3 separate regions of the Mus musculus genome follow, and regions 1 and 3 are each linked to region 2. The links are chromatin contacts, called in public HiCAR-type and promoter capture Hi-C maps. All regions are on one chromosome and are shown on one strand. The core of a region is the stretch at or near the end of the contact, and the rest is flanking DNA. Distances in the headings are between cores, read along the strand shown. Region 1 holds the start of Atp10b (ATPase, class V, type 10B). Region 2 holds the start of Hmmr (hyaluronan mediated motility receptor (RHAMM)). Region 3 overlaps Atp10b (ATPase, class V, type 10B).

Region 1 (4,079 bases), core at 1,295-3,794, 2.4 Mb before region 2:
CTTGTCTCTCTCTGTCTCCTAAGATCTGGGTCTACAGGCAGATAACTTCCCACTTGCCCAGATTATACAGAGGTTCTGGGGATCTGAACAGTCTAGTCCTCATATTTGGCTCAGTGAATATTTACCCCTCAGTGAGTTATCTACCGAGGGTGTCTCTTTATCTTTTCATCCAGTCATGTCTGAATTGTTACTTCTTCAAGGGAGTCTTGGCTGACATTGCTCTGTTTACCAAATTCACACTGTAAAGTACCACATACCTTTCTTTGCAAGTATTTTTTTTTCTAGTTATAGAATTAAGTCAATTTGGCAATTTAAAAATTAATGTATCTCCTTCACTAAATGGGGCAAACAATGAGTTCAGTCTCTTCTTTCCATATATGTTTACTACGCAAACACATGATGTGATAAGTCAACACTTGATAAATGAGAGGAGCTTGTTCCATATGTACATTTGGATATCAAAGAGAACTGCATCATCTCAGCAGCAATGCTAGGCCATGGTATATATTGTTGGGAGACCCAGCTGCATACCTATGAAACTGCTCAAAGAGATTCTGGGGCAGGAAGGTGAGGAGAGTGTACTTGGTTGTACAGATGCTGTTGCCTGGGTACCTCCTGCAGACCTTCTTCCAGTCCTGGTGACACATGCTGTTGTTGGGGTATACGACCCGCTGCTCTGCTGTGTTGTGGCTCTGTCTGTCTGTCTCTGGAGAAAGCAGTGGTGTGGTTTCTGATGGAGATTGGGAGAAGCCATCTTGGGTTCGCCATTTCCATCGGAGCCAAGAAAAGTCAAGAGAGCAAGTCATTTCTGGGATCAGGTGACAATAGTCTGCAAACACACAGGAAGTTGCTGTGATCAGGAGAGCTGAGTGGAATGTGAACACAAGAAGTCACTATGGTAAGGAGGATAATACAACATGGCATCTCTTCTTTTGTACATGTAGAGTTCAATCTTAGAAAAATAGAAAAAGTTCCTGCGATGCATCTGTTTTAAGGTCAGATACATTAAGTAAACAATAAAAAAAAATTATACAACTACCACAAGGATCAGCATTGTGAAAGCAAGTGATGGTGTCAGTGTGGCAGTTGTTGATGACATGGTTGATGATGTCATGGAAAAGCCAAATTGTGGTCTGCAAAGATGGGATGCTAGGAGGCTAAATTTGGCTCATTCTTAACAGTAAACGTTCTCCATTCACCTTGTTCATCTTCAACATAAAAAGAAGAAAGAGGGGCTAGAGAGATGGCTTAGTGCTTAAGAGTGCAGTTCTTACAGAGAACCCAGGTGAGTTCAGTTCCCAGCCATCAGATGGCTGCCAATTACATGCAAATCCAGTTTCAGGGGATCTGATAGTCTCTTCTGGGCTCTGTAGGTACTAGGTATACACATCATATACATACATACATATATACATTCAAGCATGTACATATAGACACATGATATAAAAATAAAGAAACCTTTAAAATAATGAATTGGCTTTTAAAAAATGAAGAAAGCTATTTTTACCATCCTTTGCTCATGTGGTTAATTTAAATTTTTAATGTATATGTATAGATATGTATTTTACCAGCATATTTGTCTGTGTACCATTTATGTGTCTGGTGCCTGAAGAGGCCAGAAGAGGTTATTGGATGTCCTGGAACTAAACTTACAGACAGTTGTTAGTCACTATGTGAGTGTGAGGATTGAACCTAGGTCCTCTGGAAGAATAATCATATTCCTAATACTATCCATGTAGGAACAAATTTGAGAGGAACAAATTGGGAAGTACATAAAATTGTGTTGACATATTTTAAGACAAAATGAGAAATGTTTATATTTTAAATACTTTTTAATTGAATTTTTAAAAAAATTAGTTAACATATGGCTGGACGGTGGTGGTAGACACTTTTAGTTCTAGCACTTGAGAGAGAGAGGCAGGAGGATCTCTGTGAGTTCAAAGCCAGCCTGATTTAAAGAGAGAGTTCAAAGATAACCAAGCCTACACAGAGAAATCCTGTCTTGAAAAACCAAGAACCAAAAATTAAATTAAATTAAGTTAAAAAGTTAGCATACTATGTAATGGGTTTTATTATAACATTTTTATCCATATATGTCAACATGCTTTGTTTTAATTGCTCCACCCACTCTCTCTCTGCATGCCCTATGTACTTCCCCCTTCTGGTCCACTCCTTCTCCCTCCAGAGTTGCCTCCTTCAATTTCCATGTCACATGGATTCCATTACCAAGAGTTCTTTAGTCTTTAGGATTTCTTTGGCTATGAACATTTTAACCTTACAAAATTTCAGAGCAGGACATCAAATGGATGGGTCTGGGGACATAGCTTGTAGGCAGAGTACAAAAAGCAAGAGGCATTGGGTTCCACCAAACATAAACCTATTCCTTAGTTAAGGTTTTACTGCGGTGAACAGACACCATGGCCAAGGCAAATATTATAAAGGACAACATTTAATTGGGGCTGGCTTACAGGTTTAGAGGTTCAGTTCATTATCACCAAGGCAGGAGAATGACAGCATCCAGGCAGGCCTGGTGCAGGAGGAGCTGAGAGTTCTACATCTTCATCTGAAGGGTGTTAGGAGAATACTGGCTTCCAGGCAGCTAGGATGGGGTTTTTAAGCCCACATCCACACTGACATACCTACTCCTACAAGGCTACACCTACTCAAACAGGGCTACACCCTCTAACAGTGCCACTCCCTGGGCTGAGCATATACAAACCATCACAACCTGGTATAGAGGGCATTCGTCCATAATCCCAGCACTCAGGAGACAGGCAGGAGGACTAGCAGTTCAATGTCATTATCAACTATACAACAATTTGAATGGCAGCCTAGTAGGTTTTATAGGTTCTCTCTCTCTGCGTCTCTGTGTCTCTGTGTCTCTCTCCTTTTTCTTTCTATCTTTCTGTTTGTTGTTGCTGTTGCTGGTATTTCAATGAGAATGGAAAGTGGAACAGCGCAGAAAGATACTTTTCAAGGACACCTGGACATGCAGTGACTAGGCTGTGGTGACCACTGCTTGTATCATAAATGTAAGCTGGTCTTTTCTATCATCTTTGTCTTGGGGATTATAATTCCATTTGGTATATCTCACACCTGAGTGCCTGGCCAAGAAGATATTCTTCCTAGATGGCTGATTTGATTGTTACTATATTTGGATTAAGACATGTCTAGGGTAGCAGTTCTCAACCTGTGGGCTGTAACTCCTTTGTCAAACCTCTGATTCCAAAAATATTAACATTATGATTTATAACAGAAGCAAGGTTATAGCTATAAAGTAGCAATGAAACAAACAATTTGTGCTCCATAATATAGGAGTTGTATTAAATAAATGCAGCATTCAGAAGACTGGGAAGCACTGTTCTGAGGGATGCCTGGGCACCGATGGCTCCGGCTCCGGCTTGATGCATTTGCACTGTGACAGTATTATTGTGGGGTGGTGAAAAGTAGGAGGCCAAGCCTCTTTGCAGATAACGTAAGTCTCTGGGCTGTGACTTGTTTTGGCCTCAGCCTGTGTAATCTTCTCTTTTTGCTTCCTATCCATCAGAATAGGAAGAAGAGAGGCTGGGGCCCAGCTCTAGTGGTTTTAGAACCTGAAGGAGGATGTATGGAGTCTGTGAAAGACTTGGACGGAGAAGAGCAGTTCATACACTCTGGCACGGAGACAGCTCAGTTTACCTCTATTCCCATATCTATTTTTTTTCCACAGCTGAAAAGTTTTATATTAATTTTTTTATGAACAACCTCTTTTAAGGACCTCCTACATTTGCAAATAATGTGCACACTGTACTTTTCCCTTCCTTCTCTTCCTCAATCCCTGCTTTTTTCTGGTAACCCATAATCCACTTGGCCTCAGCAATCAGTTAATATTTAACCCAGAACACAGGTACATAGCCAAGTGTCTGTAGTTGGCAGCAATTGCAGTTACAGTATAAAGAAGTGATAGGCTACATATCCAGGAAATTCGGACTTATTTATTGGTACCTACTGTCTCCCCACATCCTGATCAGGAGATCTAGTTCCTTTAATGCCAAGGGCTCCCAGCAAATTAGTAACCTGAGACAGTTCCTCTCTCTTGT
Region 2 (3,933 bases), core at 1,012-3,511:
ACTAGAAAAAATGTCCTATTTTTTGTTTTCCTTCTTTTGTTTTGCATTTTTTAAGGGGGTGGGTGTTCCCTGTGTAGCCCTGGCTGCCCAGGAACTTGCTCTATAGACCAAGAGCCTCAAACTCACAGAAATCCTGTCTCTGCCTCCTGAATGCTAGTATTAAAGGTGTGTACAGCCACCACCTGGTGACTATGTTTTGTTTTCTTGAAGCAGAGTCTGTCAGTCCTCAGCCTGTTCATCTCAACCTCTTTCAAGGTCACATATCAGATATCCTACATACCAGATATTTAATGACAGATTCGTAAATGCAAAATTACACTTATGAAGTATCAAGGACACTGTTTTTATTGTTGGGGGCCACCACAGCATGAGGAACTTTTTTGTTTGTTTTTGAAGACAGGGTTTCTCTGTAAAGCCCTGGCTGTCCTGGAACTCATTTTGTAGACCAGGCTGGCCTCAAACTCAGAAATCCCCCTGCCTCTGCCTCCTGAGTGCTAGGATTAAAGGCGTGTGCCCACCACACCCGGCCATGAGGAACTTTATTAATGGAGCGAAGCATTAGGAAAGGCTGAAAACCACTGCTCTATGGAGTCATGGAGCTGGCTTAGTACATCTGGCTTGCTGGCCTAATTCGCTGAGCTGAGATCTACCTGCCTAAGGTTCCCAAATGCTGGGATTAAAAGCGTGCACCACAACACCTGCCTTAAAAGTGCTCTCTCTTTTAAACTCAATGTTATTAAAGCTAGTTCAATCTCTTTTGAGAAGCTGGCACTAGAAAAGGCCAGTTTCTTAAAAAGGTTCAAATCACATGTTGCAGAAATTGATATCCAATTAGCTGTTGACTAATTTTCCTTCTCCTGCCCAAGGTTACAAAACACAGTATCATGTCTCCGTTCACCACTACATTATACAGTCATCCTCCAACAGGCTATGCATCTAATCTAGGTGTAAAGTATAGCCTGATTGTTATGTGAGTCTTAATAAATTCTTAACCAAAAACGGGGAAATGTGACCAGATTAAAAATTTGGTGAAATTAGGTAACTTCACACACCTTTTCACTACGATGAAGATCAACATGCAAGAAACTTGTTATTTAGAAAACCAATCTGACATCTTGGAATCCTCATCCCATTACCCTAGCCTTGCTTGTAAGTGCCTGTATTAGCCTACACGTCATGAACAGAGTTCAGAATCCTTTTGTCTAGTCTCTGGGACTCCCATCGGTGCCCAGAAGACGCATATTCGTTCTTTTGACCTACTTAGCCTTCTGTCAGCAGGAACTCCGGAGGAAATAAAAGCACCCCAAACCTATTTTAGAAATAAAGTGGAGAACAAAATCTTTGAGTTCTACCCGCGCAAAATCTGCTCTGTGGGTGCAGTGCTCCGTGGAGACCCCTCGCCAGAACAATTTACCACTTCTTTCTACCAGCCAGGAACTAACCTTGCCACACCCAGCAGTCATCCCTCTGACACCGTGAATTTTAGGGCTCGGGGTGCGGGAAAGCCAGAAGAAGGAACTCGGGACAAGCCCTGGCTTGCTACCTTGAGGATCTCGCGGCCACCCACGGCCAGAGCCACGTGCCGACTCTGCAGGCCGCACTGGATGTCCTGCGCGCGAGTGCCGGGGGGCACCTGGACTTCAATGAACACCTCCTCCAGGGTCTGGTACCACTGTCCCCACGGAGTCCCGCAAGGAACCACCCCGCTGCGCTCCTCAAACGGGGCGGACATTCTGAAGACGCCACGCAGGCACACGGCTCCGGGAGAGCACTACACCGGCGGGACTAGGCTCTGGGCTTGCCCTCGGCGCCTTGGGGTCACTGCACATGCGCAAGAGTCCAAACTGGCGTGTCCGAGTGTGCAAAATTCTCCCTTTCAGAGCCCATTTAAGACACTCGTGAGCCCTGGTGAAATCGACCGAAGCCTAGAGATGTTGACATCCAAAGAACACTGACGCCGGAACAAAGGAGAAAAGTGCCTGCGATCTTTAAACCTGTGTGACGCCAAAATTCCGACGCGTCCACCGGCCTGTGAAGTGCGCTTGCGCGAACTGGGCTACCCAGTAAAACTGAGTAAAACCAGAAGTGATTGGATAGAGCTGTTTGCGGCGACGATCAGGAGCAGCCTCTTATTGGCTACTAGCTTAAACTTACAAACCTTCCGATTGGGCGGCGGTAGGAATCTAGTGCGCATGCTCTTTGGACCATGCAGGATTGGCCAGATAGGTTTAGGTTTTCTGATTGGCTGAGGGGGAAAGTTGAGGTAAATTTGAATTCAGGCGAGCTGACAGTTTGCTGGGGCGTTTGATTGCTGTCTCATCTGGACCCAGGCGTCAGAATGTCCTTTCCTAAGGCGCCCCTGAAGAGATTCAATGACCCTTCGGGTACGTACGGGTGGGGGAACAGGGTGGGAAGGGGATGTGCCCTCGTTTCCCAGTCATTCGAAAGCCAGGTTAGGGCTGGGGCGGTGTTTGTTTTTCTCCAAATTCACGCAGTAAACACCTGGTTAGCGCAGTGTGGGATGGTAGAGACGCGGCCCTACGTGAAATGAGGTCATCCCTGCACACAGCGAGTCTTCAAGCGTGAGATTCCAAAATATGCCATCAACACCATGGAGAAACCACAGCTGGTTGAAGGGGATTAGGAGTTGGCAGGCGCTACTTTTCTTTTTAAAAAGAAGTTACTCTCTTTAGAATTTTCTGCATTGACATTGCATTCAGATATAAAAGCATAAAGACTGAGAAATCTGTTCAGTAAAGACAGCTGCCCACGGATTCTTTTCCACTCGTGAAACAGTTCTTTGGAATTTCTTTTTTAATATTTTATTTTTTTAAGGTTGATTTATTAACATGAGTATACTGTAGCTGTCCTCACACACCAGAAGAGGGCCTCAGATCCCATAACAGATGGTTGTGAGCCACCATGTGGTTGCTGGGATTTGAACTCATGACCTTTGAAAGAGCAGTCAGTGCTCTTACCCACTGAGCCATCTCATGAAACAATTCTTAAGTAATGTTCAGCATTTTAACAATAGAATAGTGGAACTTGGTGTGTAGATGACAGAGTAAATTGAGTGTAGATGGTGATAGCATTTAAACAGTTAGAATAAAGTAATTTTTAATGTTTTCACCTGTAAGAAATAGACACTTCCAGACCTAGTGGCCTGAGCTACATAGACTGTCAGTAACTCACACCTACAACAAATTAATAGCATGTTGGAAGTAAATGAAAAATGAGACTGAAATCCACTCAATTTTATGAAACTAAATTGGCAGAAATGGAGTGGGAACCCAGACTTCCAAGGATATATGCTATGCTCTTAAGGGCTGTGGTTTATGCACAAGTAACTAGAGCCTTGGGTGTGAGGTGATAGATGCTAACTGTGCAGCTGTACTGTCGTAAGGTCTATATGTTATTCCTTTGAACAGCTAGACGAGAAAAGTACCAAAGTTGTACTCTTTACAAATGAGAACATTGAGAGAGTTTCTGACTATATTATGCAGCCAGCAAGTAAGTGATGGAGCGGAAGATGAAAGGCCGGTTTATATCCTCTGTAGCATGTACTGGTTAGTAGTCTCTATCTGGTTTCTATCAACGTTCCTCCATTCACAAGGTCAAGTGAGTGATCAGACACAGCCATCTCCATGGCCACACCATTTCCAGGGAACTCAGACAACTTAGGTTCTACAGAACAGGGTAGATGTTTTTGTTTTGAGACAAGGTCTCTTGTAGCACAGGCTAGCCTTGTACTCCTGCTGCCACCTCCCAAGTACTGAAACTTAAGAGACCTGCACAACACACATGGCTCAGCTGCTGTTTGGTTTTAAGGAGCAGTAGTTAAGGCTTACAGTGTCAAAGATAATATGTCAGATATTTAATATTTGTAAGTCCATGGCAGCTTTTTCTACCTCAAGGAAACTTAAAGCATCCTGG
Region 3 (3,970 bases), core at 811-3,310, 2.5 Mb before region 2:
GCTGCTGCTCTTTGACGAGAGTCCCACTGACTGCAACCAAAGCACAGGGAGAGATAACCCTCTTTCAGAGGAGGGTATATGTCTCTGCAGGGCTTTAGGGAAGGCCAGACTATTTTTCCCTGTGTCAGGCACATGCTAATAAGATCCCAATGTAAATTTAGGACGTGTGGGCAAGTGTATAGTTGAGAATAAACGGAACATCATCTCATAGTTGGCATGTAACAGATTTGCCTATGGGAAAATCTGTGGGGCATTTCTTGATTGATTTGGAAGGGCCCACAGTGGGTAGTGGCATCCCTGGGCTGGTGGTCCTAGGATATATAAGAAAGTAAAGCTAGCAAACCAGGAGGAGTAAGCTAGTGAACAGTACCCCTCCATAATCTCTCCTTCTATTCCTGCCTTGAGTTCTTGTCCTGACTTCCCTTTATCATGAATAAGCTGTAAAATGAAATAAACTCTTTTTGAACCCCAACGGCTTTTGGTCATGTCTTGACTATGGCAAGAATGCAAACTAGAACAGCTGACTCATAAAAACTGTCTTCAAAGTTGAGGTCTCATGCATTCATTCTTTTCTCTTTCATGATTTTGAGTATTTATTGGATATCAGGACATGGATCTTGGGGAAAGGGAAAGAGATTCAGAGAGGAGGAAGTGGGTATTGACACAACAATTACTATAGCGATAAACAACACCCAGTTCCCAGTCTTGCTCAGGTGTGTCCATTTGGTACCTTTGAAAGCAAAACAAAGTGGTCCAAAAGTCAGGGTGTCATAACTTCCCAGGCTGTGTTGTCTTACTTTTTGCTGACCTTTATCTCAGATACAGCAAGCTGGCCACTGTCAAGGCCACCAGGAAATGCAATCTAAAGCAATCTGGCTGGAGCATATTGTAACAGTGAGAACAGGTTAGGACAGGAAACCCCTTACGTGTTCTTCCAGTTTTACTTTTTTAAGTTTACTTACCATCATGTTATTTTCACAATGGATTATCAAGTCATTCAATTAAACTGGTTAACAAGTCCCTGCTTCACTTTTTGATATTTTAGTAGACCACTGCTCCATGTTTCCTTATCTCCTCTTCCATATTCTTTGCAAAACAAGCTCCTGTAGCCCCTTCATCCCTTGCTCACATCTTGACGTAAGTCAAGGCATCCTGCCTCTTATGCTGTCCCACTGTGGGACTGTGAGCTGAGTGCAATGACTCCAGGAAGGAAAATCACACAAGACCGTTAACTTATTATTCCTTTCAGTCCTTCACTGTCATCTTGGATTCCTAGTTGTGGTTTCTAAGTCCAAATCCTCAAGCTTTCTTTTCAACCACCGAGCCTTATTATATGTTCTTCCTTCCCTTCCTTTTCCTACCGCATTCTTATTACAATTCTCTTTTGTTCCAATTATCTAGAACCATCTCACAGAATTCTGTTACTTGTGAAGAAAAGAACACAATTCCCTGTAGTGGTCACTCCACTCCATGGCCACACAGCACACTTTCTTTCGTAACATAGATGTAGTGTTACTTTACAAATTTTGTGAGAATTTTATTTTTAATTATTTGTGCTCCAATCATTTATATTTTAAATGTTTACATTTGTTCTATGACCATTTTGTACACGTTTAATAATCCTGCTTATTGTTTCCTCTGCCCCTCATTTTACCTCACTCTCACCAGTGTGGCCCGCCTGACCTTCCTATACTCACACCCTTTTGTTTAGAGACTCCTGTTTTTAATCAAGACTGGTAGATGATTAATTCCCACAAAAGGTCACCAATTCCACAGTAGTTTTGCTAAATCTGTATTTTTCTTTGTTAATGAACACTGAAAGCATTACTACTTGTTTTGGAGTCACACAAGGTATAAAGCAGTGGTTCTCAAACTGTGGGTTGTGACCCCTTTGGGGGTTAACTGATGGGGGGGGGTCATTTATATCAGAATTCTTCCATATCAGATAGTTACATTATGATTCATAACAGTAGCAAAGTTACAGTTATGAAGTAGCAACAGAAATGTTTTTATGGTTGGAGGTTACCAAAACACGAGGAACTGTGTTAAAGGGTTGTAGCATTAGGAAGGTTGAGAAACACAGCTATAAAGTAACAGTGACTCACAGTCATATGGTCTTAGAGTACAGGATTCATGTTTCAAATCATTTTGAAACCCCTGTCAATCTAGAAATTCTGTGCTCATTGAAGGAAAGGAAACAGCCGGCCTTTCCTCTAACACAGAACACATGTATTCATCCAGATTTTACTAGGAGCCGAGGATGTCTGTTAAAGAGAAGAGTGGAGTCAGTTATCACTACGCTTGCTTACTGCTGAGTCCATTTTCTCATGGTGCTCAGGAGAGGGGGCCACCATGAAGATTCCTGGACCTGGATTAGCCCAACAAAGCAAGGGTAGGGATACCTCTCCTAATCTGATCAATGGGCCATGCCATAAAGGAGTTAAAAGGCTGGCAGAACACCATGCCAACTAAAAAAGCAGTGAGGAGGAATACTGTAGAATTGGGGAATTCCTCTTCACTCACTCTTTTAAAGAAAAAAAAAGTGTTTCACTAGGGTATCTAAATCGTGATAGCAAATGTTCACCATACATCATCTGCTGGGATAAATCATTGTTTCCTTCCTGGAATGCAAATGAAGGAAGCCCTAATTTCTGCAAACCCTATCTGAAACTACTAACAATTACTGGCACTTGGCAAACTTTCTAGTTCCTGGTTGGTGATTGTCCTTTTCAAGATAACCACTGGGTGTGATGAGTAATCCCTTCCATCTGTCTCTGGAGGAGGGGCTAGTCTACATTCCCAGTCATCTGGACAGTCTTCCTGCCACAGCTACTGGCATACAAGAACATGGCTTGGGCTGGAAGGCCATCTGAACGGGACCTTAATGCTTCCTTGTAGGTTGAGTTTCCTTTTTCCAAGTAGATGGATATTATGGTTTTTTTGTTTTGTTTTGTTTTTTGTTTTAATTCAAGACTAATAAATCTTAAGGTCTTGCTGTGACATATTCCTTATAATGTCTGGGTTTGACATTCCAACAAAATATCAGAAAAAGAATGATTTTGTCCCCGGATCATTTCCAAAAGAAATATTAGTAGAGTTGTTTACCAAGGACTGTGTCATGCAGTCATTAATTTCTGATTAGAACTCATTGGCTTAGTCTATTCCCTGGCCTGTGTTTATTTTGTCTTCGACCCCAGGAATATGTCATTGCATTACTTCACAGAGAAGGCCTGTCATCTACACTCAGTGAAAAAATAAATAAGTGACATGAGGCATAAACTCTGGACAACTGCCATAGGAGGGGCAGTGATGTCTTAAGGGAGTATTCACTGTAAAGACAAACCTTCTCTGTATAAAACTGTCTTGTTAGAGATAACAAAAACACGGGAAAACAATGGGAAAACCCAATGTTTTTGGCAAAAGAGGCCGTAAAAAGCAGAGTATAAATTTCAACTCGAGAAGCTATATTGAGCTGTTCACAGAAGATACAATCATAACGTGTCACCTCTGCCAATAAATAATGGCAATGAAAATCCAAGCCAGGCATTAACAACTAGACATTCTATAGCATTGGATGAGAAAGTGAATTGATTAACTGGAAGATGGGGTGAAGAAGAATGAGAAGTAGCAACATCTACAGAAGCCCAGAGAAGAGTAAGAACCTGCTATTCGATCCACAATATTGGGAAGGCAGAGGAACTAAGACAGGAAGCAGGTTTCGGGGAAGAAAGACTAGCATGGGGGAAGGGATATAGGAGAGAGTTAGAGGACATCCAGACCCTGCCCTATATAGTATACAACCATGGTCATATGTAATGTAGGATTTTACAGTCTGAGTCTGTAATGGATATCCATTGCTTTGTTGCTCAAAACCCTTTTTCTCCACAGATCAGTCCTCCTTATGACTTTCAGACGGAGGATGCAGTTCAGAGAACCCTGACACTCTGGCCATAGTTAATTGGTCCAGGAA

Evidence for each region. Promoter capture Hi-C pulls out the DNA fragments that hold promoters and counts their contacts. HiCAR-type assays count read pairs that join an accessible place to other places.
Region 1: a HiCAR-type map of astrocytes shows a contact between it and region 2, with 6 times the contacts expected there. The contact joins the promoter of Atp10b here to the promoter of Hmmr in region 2. A contact is called at or near these places in 2 of 39 promoter capture datasets (cranial neural crest and hippocampal neurons) and 1 of 115 datasets of contacts at active chromatin or transcription factors (astrocytes).
Region 3: a contact with region 2 is called in a promoter capture Hi-C map of 3T3-L1-derived adipocytes, with 10 times the contacts expected there. The contact joins the enhancer-like site here to the promoter of Hmmr in region 2. A contact is called at or near these places in 5 of 39 promoter capture datasets (3T3-L1-derived adipocytes, cranial neural crest, hippocampal neurons and 2 more).

What each region holds. Positions count from the first base shown.
Region 1 is chr11:43,148,342-43,152,420 of GRCm38.p6, reverse strand. It overlaps Atp10b (ATPase, class V, type 10B), which reads right to left and starts at 2,544. Exons shown (of 23, transcript NM_176999.3): 1 at 2,469-2,544; 2 at 532-829. The coding sequence starts at 806.
Region 2 is chr11:40,731,765-40,735,697 of GRCm38.p6, reverse strand. It overlaps Hmmr (hyaluronan mediated motility receptor (RHAMM)), which reads left to right and starts at 2,261. Exons shown (of 18, transcript NM_013552.2): 1 at 2,261-2,384. The coding sequence starts at 2,339. Nudcd2 (NudC domain containing 2) reads right to left here and starts at 2,037. Exons shown (of 4, transcript NM_026023.5): 1 at 1,544-2,037. The coding sequence starts at 1,732.
Region 3 is chr11:43,181,816-43,185,785 of GRCm38.p6, reverse strand. All of the region lies in intron 4 of Atp10b (ATPase, class V, type 10B), which reads right to left. Among named protein-coding and RNA genes, the nearest start is that of Atp10b, 34 kb to the right of the region's middle. Within about 2 kb of position 2,060, at least 50 of the 459 cell types and tissues checked have an H3K27ac peak or open chromatin away from gene starts, as enhancers often do. A contact at or near this core is called in 3T3-L1-derived adipocytes, where this site is marked.